Regions from separate parts of the Mus musculus genome. Here region 2 is linked to region 1. A link is a contact called in public HiCAR-type data. All regions are on one chromosome and are shown on one strand. The core of a region is the stretch at or near the end of the contact, and the rest is flanking DNA. Distances in the headings are between cores, read along the strand shown. Region 1 holds the start of Ikzf2 (IKAROS family zinc finger 2). Region 2 holds the start of Fn1 (fibronectin 1).

Region 1 (3,798 bases), core at 584-3,083:
CTCTGTCCGGCTCAGTGTCCCAGATCCTCCGGGTGCCGGGAGCCGGGAATCCGGGGAGGTACCGGGCCAGAGAGAGAACTTCCCGCGGCCGACATGAGCCGGGGGAGCCCGAGATCGTCCCTCCCGCGCGGCCAGCGGAGAACGTGAGCAGCGGGGCGCGGGGAGAGGGGCGGAGCCGGCGCGGGGGGCGCGCGGGGCGCGGAGGAGGCGCGGAGGAGGCGCGGAGCCGCGCGGCACTTGTCCTGTAATCGATTGCCGAGCGCGCCGAACGAGCGGCCGAGCGCGCAGACACGCGCCCCCGCCCCTCCCGCCCGCGCGCTCGCCCGCTCGCTCGCTCGCTCACCCGCCCGCCCGCTCCCGGCTCTCACGGACCCGGGCGCTCGCTGACGACCCCCCCCCCAACCCCCTCCGCGCGCGCGCGGCCGCCACCGCCGCCGCCGCTGCCCGCCCTCCGCCCGCGGGCGTCTGCGCGAGCCCGGCCGGCGGGGGAGATGTGCTCGGGCTCCGCCGGATCGGTTTCTCGGGGTTTGACCAGCTGTCCCGGGCTAACCCTGCTCCTCGCTGAAGATGGAGGAAGTAAAAACAGGATTACCCTTAGCTACAGATCCACTGCCTTAGTTTCCACCACCAACTGCAGTGCACAAACACACGTTAGGCACAGGAAAGAAAGAAAGAGAGAGAGGGAGAGGACACACTAACAGTAAACACAAACAAAAGGGTGATGGGATTATTTTACTGCATGCACTGCTGAGGTAAATCTCCGCTTGGCTTTTTGCGTGGGGAAGAACAGCTCTTGTTTTATTTGTCTTCTGATTCATAGATTATCTATCAATTTGTGTATGGTTTGCAAAGGGGTTGGGGAGGGGGAGTGTTTTCAAAGTTAAGTGTAATGATATGGAATCTTGTTTAACAGTGTGGTGTGATCGAATGACTTGTTGCTGTTAACCAGGGATAATAATAATATAGACGCTTTTCTTTGGGGAGGGATGGGTTGTGGCTCTGATTAGGGAAATGATCTCTGTTAAGGACGCTCAGGGAATTTCGTTGAAGATGATGTCCTTTGCCTTAATGTATCGTCCCCTCCTTGTAATCTGCTTCTGGGATGTTAATGGACTAATCAGTTCTCATCTTTATAGCTGTCATGGATTTGGACTTGTTTTTGCTTTGTTTTAACTTGAATTCCAAGAAGAAAGATTGGATAACCTGGCATAGATTGCAGCTGTCTGGATAGAGGCTATTATACTGTTGAGATTGAAAACAAAACAAAACAAAAATAATAATAAAAATCTGGTGTGACACATGTATAACAGCAACAGTTAAATCGCTTTGACAGGTTCTGGTATGGACGAAGGAGATGGAATGAAGATTTAATTTCTTTTTCTTTTTCTTTTTTTCCTATTTTGCCAGAGGCCACAAAACAGTCCTGTGAAGTTGGCCTAGGTTCCTTGCTGGGTTCTGCCTGACTGTCCCTCCCCTCGTACCCCCCCTCCCCTTTTTCTTTCAGTTTTCTTGTCTTAGCTTTTGGTCGATTCTTAAGGAACCGGTGGATCAAGTTTTTTCTCTTCTCGTTAATCGCATTGCTGTAGCACTGACCTCTCTCTCTTTCTCTCCCTCCCTCCCTGTCTTTTTTTTTTTTTTTTTTTTTTTCCTCTTTCCTGAAAGTACGTGGTGCCATTCCTGAGTGACTTTTCCTACTAGACCATCCCAAAGGGACGAGGGGGCGGGGGCGGGGGAGGAGGAGGACGAGGAGGAGGAGAAGGAGGAGGAGGAGGAGGAGGTTGGGGGGGAGTGTTCCTTCTCTCTCATTTCTTGGTTTTGTTTATCAGCCGATCTGTTTGCTGGATTCGGTCTTGGAATGACCCACCTGTAAAGTGCTTTCCCTCCTCCTCGGCTTCAACTCTGCAGGGGGCTTTGCCTGGAGGGGGCAGGGAGGGAAGGGGGGGGGGACACAAAAAACTTCTTTCTTTCTTTCTTTCTTTCTCCGTTTCTCTTCAGCCCGACATTGTCACCTCCTCCTTGAGGGGTTAGAAGAAGCTGGGAGCTCCCGACAGAGCTGGAAATGGTGATGACTGTTTTTTAATCAGAGGACAATTTCTTTTGTATGTACATTTTGTTTCTCTTTCTCCTTTTTCTTCCTTTTTCTTCCTTTTCCTTCACTGAGGGTTTAATAACCCTTTCACTGTTGGCGCAGACTTCTTTTGCTTCTAACTGACGCTTCTTTTTAGTATGTGTGTTAAATGTGTACATTTTTAAAGAGATAGACTCATTTGTAAGCTCTCGGTAGAAACTGCTCCCCTTTAAAACTTTCCGGGTCCCTTTCTTTCAAACCTTACGTAACCTAATTGAAAGAATTTGATAAGAGTAGAGCAGGTCGGAATTTAACTGCTATGTAGTGACTGGGAATTTGATCTGATTATTCCATAAAGAAAGAAAGAAAAGTTTTTGGGGGGCGGGAGGGGGGTAGGGAGGCTGGTGGTGAAGGGGAGGGGAGGGAGAAGGGAAGTGGTTTTGGAGACAAGAAGTGAAGCTGCCTGTTTTCCAGTAAGTAATGGAGAAATTCCAGGAGCTAGGGCTAAATATACTTGGCGATCAATACAGAAATGGCTCATTGTGAATAATTTAGCTGCTGGTGCTTTGAGAGTTTTGAAACTAAAGGCAAAAAGGACCTGGGCCAAAGGGGGGAAAAATAAGTAAAAATCTTTTTCAGGACTTGTCAATTCTGTAACTTTTTCCCTCAAAGAATACAGTTAGATTATCGATCTTCTTATGATGTGAATCAAAGCTAGGGGGTGTTGTCTCATGCAATTTACTTTTGTTTCTGGGGATACAAAAGTATTTGTGTTATTGATGCATGAAAATCATTCCTCACACTTGGGGAGAGGAAAATCCTCCCCTCCCCTCGTGCACAGCCAAAAGTTTCTGACTTGTTGGAACTCCGAATGTCTCAAGTAGGCTTGGCATTGTCTCCGGCCATAGTCTGGCAGGAAATTAGGGTACGTGGAACAGGTGCTCACACAGGATTTGGGGTGGGCTAAAACGTCAGTACAAGCCAGAGTTGGCCAACTGCCGCAAAAGTCTTTGGGATACAGTCTAGTACTAAGTAGTTTTGTTTTGTTTTGTTTTCTTATGTTTTGTTTGTTCTCTGTGCCCCCCCCCCCCCCCCATTAGAACATGATGAACCAACTTGCAACAATTGTGAATAGAGCTGTCTGTATACTAGGGAAGTACTCAAACTGCAGGGCGATTGTGGGAAGTAGTGAGTGGTAAAATACTTAGATAGCAGTTACAGTTGGCAAATTGGAGATTACCCTCTCCTATTTTTTCCCCCAATAAACCGGGTAAATTTTGACGAGAGAGAGTCGTTCTTCTCTTGCTACAGCCCATCTCACAGGACACTTAGCGTCCCTATGTCCCTATCCTATCTCCAGCAGGAATCAGATCATTTGCAGAGAGTTCAATGACTTGCAAATGAGCACGCACAGTACACTGTAGTATGTTTCTCAGGCACAGGTTGCAGGAGCAACATGCACTACCTGCTTGGGGCTTGAAATAAGTGAAGAATTTAATGGCAGATACAGGGAGGAATCCTTGGGTAAAGGTTGCAATCTTTTGTGTTCCAGCACTGCACTTTGACTATGGAAACAGACGCAATTGATGGCTATATAACATGTGAGTATTCCTTTTCATTAATTTGCTGTGGGCAATCAAGTGAGCTTCTTGCTCCCTGTGTGTGAGTCCCTGAGCCATGGGTCTTTAGTACGTGTTCTCCAGCTTTATTTGCTCTTCACCATTTCCCCT
Region 2 (3,798 bases), core at 526-3,025, 2.0 Mb before region 1:
AAACCGTTTTGTCAAGGGATGATGAGAAATTCCAAAAAAACTAACTCAGACGGGATTCTAAATTTGGGGGAATGTATGGCACTGGTTCAACCCTGAGTGTTGGTCACAAAGATTCTTGACTTATTTTACACTGCTTGTAAGAAACTGGTATTTGCTGTGGGTTTTTTTTGTGTGTGTGTGTGTGTGTGTTTGTTTTGTTTTTAGTTCTTTACATCAATAAAGATAAATGTTAATTTTGTGTCTTTAATGTGTTGAGGATTTTATAAAGCACACAAATTCAAATTATCCAAGAACCTGGTACAAACAACATATTTTGCTAGCTAGTAGCTTTAATATGTTCTCAAAGCAAAGGAGACCATGCGCCTAACCGAGGGAGAAAGCCAAGTTTGGGGTTCGGATCTGCTACTCTGAAAATAGTGGGCTTCTTGAAGGTCTTTTTGAAGCCCTACCAAAGCAACTGGGCTTGTGTGTGTCTGAAAGGTTAAAAAAAAAAAAAAAAAAAAGACCAACGTGTTAGAGCTGCTGGCTTCAGGGGGACGTCTCCTATTCCCTTTTCAACTTCAGTAGTGTAGGAAGTCCAGAGAATTTTCAGTGGAACTTTATACATTCTTGGAGCAGATAACAATTGAAATATAAAAAATCTGGCAGCGGGGGAGGGGTGGATAGTGGAATTCTGCCATGACTGCGAAGTCTGAAAATAAAATAAAATAAAATAAAATAAACGCCCGGACACATGCAAGGGGATTCGGGGTAAAGTCTGGAGGGAGGCAAGACATTAAATCTTTGTACCCATCCTCACCCCAACTCCCCCTTCAGAGGCCACCTAGGTTTGAGTGCAGATGGCCCAGTGAACGTGGCATGGACGGGAAGGGTCCCCCCGCCCCCCTTCATCAGCCAGTTCAACTTTTCCCCTTCTTAAGCTGTTCACTACTGCCCTTTTAAAAGAAACGGGCACCCCATCCCCAGGAAAGGAAAACTGTGCTTCACGACTTAGAAAAGAAACTTTCTGTTGCTTCCTCTTAGAGAGAAACTTGGTCCTGTGAGTTTCTCTGGAATCTGTAGAGCGCCGCGCGGAACCGAGGGCTGTGGAAGCTCAGGGAAGGGGGTCACCTCTGCCACGCGCTCACTCTCTCCCAGGCTCTTCCTTGAAACCTGGCAGGTACTGCGTGGAGAAACCGAGGTCTGAGCCTACCTAACACCATAAAGGCAAAGATAGGGGACCCTAGGCGGCGCCCAGGACCCAGGAAAAGCACCCAGAAGGAGCCGCCCCGCCCCGGGGCTGCAAAAGTGAAGTTTGGATTCCTACAGGGACAAGGTGGTGGCCACTTTATGACTTTTTCCCTTCCCACAAAATACACTCTGGTGTGCACAGACTTTTCTCAGAGGTGACGCAATGTTCTCAAACACCACCACAGCCACCAATTTAAAAAAAAAAAAGTTAAGAGATGAGGGGGGTAAGCCTTACCACCCCAGGCTTCCTTAGGCTCCAGCCCCTCCCTCCCTTTCCTTCGAGTCTACATCACTTTACAGCCGTTTCCCATCCCTACCCCCAATCCTCCTCCCAAAAGTTTGACGACCGCAAAGGAAACCAGAAAGGGGAAAAAAGTTCTCTAGTCCCAGACCTGGCGGGAGATCAGCATCTCTTTTGTTCGGGGCGAACCCACCGTACCCCGTGACGTCACCCGGACTCTGGGCCAATAGGCGCGCGGTCGGCGGCGGCTGCGGCGGCAGGAGGGGCGGGAGGAGTCGGACCGGACCCTCCTCCCCGGCGCGCAGGGCCTCGTGGGGGGCGGGAAGGTACTGTCCCATATAAGCCTCTGCTCTTGGGGCTCAACCGCTCGCACCCGCTGCGCTGCACAGGGGGAGAAAAGGAGCCCAGGGTGTGAGCCGGACAACTTCTGGTCCTCTCCTTCCATCTCCTTACCGGCGTCCCCACCTCAGGACTTTTCCCGCAGGCTGCGAGGGGACCCACAGTTCGTGGCCACTTGCCTCCTGGGGAGGGCGACTCTCCTCCCATCCACTCAAGATGCTCAGGGGTCCGGGACCCGGGCGGCTGCTGCTGCTGGCAGTCCTGTGCCTGGGGACCTCGGTGCGCTGCACCGAAGCCGGGAAGAGCAAGAGGCAGGCTCAGCAAATCGTGCAGCCTCAATCCCCGGTGGCTGTCAGTCAGAGCAAGCGTGAGTACCGACAGTCTGGTTCAAACCGGCCGGCGGCAGGGATGGGTTGGTCCTCAAGCGCCCGCTCAAGTTGTGGCTAAAGTTTTTGCGCGCGTGCGTGGCTGTGCGAACGTGTGTGAGTGCGCGCTTTATCGAGGGAAACCAGCTGTGGACACAAAAGGCTTAGGTCTGAACAGGCTGGTTGCTGGTGAAGTGGAGGTAGGGACCGTCTGTTCTTCCCCTCAAGTGCGCTAACAAATTCTACACCTTCAGTTCGCCCTTCCAGGAACCAAAACGTGTGAAAGAGAAAAGAGACACGAACTTACAAATTTTACATCAGAGATTATTGTGGTTCCCCTGATCCTTATTTTCTTTATCAGCAAATAGCTGGTTAAATATTTAACACGGGGAGGAGGTGAGACTATCTAAATAGGTAGTTTCTTACCAACTTGAAAGAGATGTTAGTTGGCTCAGTGCTTTGGGGGGGGGGGGGTAGCCTAGGATTCTTTCCCCAAGAGCAAGGATAGCCATTTCTCTTCCAGTTTTTCAGAGACACACTCTTCCTTTATCTTGGGCTAGAGGAAAATTTAAAAGTTCTCCCTCCTTTTTTTCTTTTTCTTTTCTTTTCTTTTCTTTTCTTTTTTTTTTCTTTTTTTTTTTTTTTTTTTTTTTTTGCCATGATCTCACACTGTAGCCTAAGCTAGCCTGGCATTCTCCTGTGTTGTCCAGGCTTGTGTGTTCAACTTGGGAGCAATTCTTCTGCCTCAGTTTCTACAGAGCTGGGGTTATTGGCATAGTCATCAAGACACCCAACTTAAGTTTTCTTTCTTGTCTTTTTGTTGTTGTTGTTAAGAGTATTGAAGCCCTCAGGATTTAAAAGTAATTTCTATTTCTGGCCTCTCAGAGTGTTTCAAGTCTGCTGAGGTAGTTCCCCTGCCCATAAGGACATGACGTCATTGTATAACTTTTACCCAAGTTAAAAGATAAGAAGGAAAAAACCCCTAAACATCCATCTACATAAACAATGCTTAAATCTTTGATTAGCTAGTTTCCACATCTGAACTTTAGTGGAATATTGCTTTTAAGAGTTTTTTTGTTTGTGCAGGCTCACCAAGTCAGTTGGCAAAATTCAGTAGTTTTGTAGGGGAAAAAAGAGAGGGAGGGATGGAACTGTTAATAACTTTCCCCATCAATTCTTCGCAGCTGGCTGTTTTGACAATGGGAAGCACTATCAGATAAATCAGCAGTGGGAACGGACCTACCTAGGCAACGCCCTGGTTTGTACCTGCTATGGAGGAAGCCGGGGTTTTAACTGCGAGAGCAAGCCTGAGCGTAAGTGGAAGGCAGTCTGGGCCCTGGCAGAGATGATGCTCTAAGTAAAACCACATTTGCCTTCTCCTCCTCCCTGCTCCAGTCGCTTGTAATTCCCTCTTATTAGACTTCTTGCACTGGCTTTTCACATGCTCTTACCTCTAAAACAAATGTAATCCACACGAGTCTCCAAAGCCGCCTTTTTATTCTCTTGGAGCTTTTGATTAGAAAATGAGAGGTTTTGCGTGTCTCCCTTCAAAAAGAAAACTTATAAAAGTTTGCTTATAAAAGTTTAATTTATTAGAAAGTGATCTCGGATCTTTTGGCTCCC

Evidence for each region. HiCAR-type assays count read pairs that join an accessible place to other places.
Region 2: a HiCAR-type map of astrocytes shows a contact between it and region 1, with 5 times the contacts expected there. The contact joins the promoter of Fn1 here to the promoter of Ikzf2 in region 1. A contact is called at or near these places in 1 of 39 promoter capture datasets (hippocampal neurons), 1 of 484 Hi-C or Micro-C datasets (uterus) and 4 of 115 datasets of contacts at active chromatin or transcription factors (astrocytes, embryonic forebrain and embryonic stem cells).

The regions. Positions count from the first base shown.
Region 1 is chr1:69,683,995-69,687,792 of GRCm38.p6, reverse strand. Ikzf2 (IKAROS family zinc finger 2) reads left to right here and starts at 1,833. Exons shown (of 8, transcript NM_011770.4): 1 at 1,833-2,099; 2 at 3,621-3,669. The coding sequence starts at 3,636.
Region 2 is chr1:71,651,211-71,655,008 of GRCm38.p6, reverse strand. Fn1 (fibronectin 1) reads left to right here and starts at 1,775. Exons shown (of 46, transcript NM_010233.2): 1 at 1,775-2,177; 2 at 3,360-3,488. The coding sequence starts at 2,027. Apol7d (apolipoprotein L 7d) reads right to left here and starts at 1,674. Exons shown (of 4, transcript NR_040308.1): 1 at 1,623-1,674.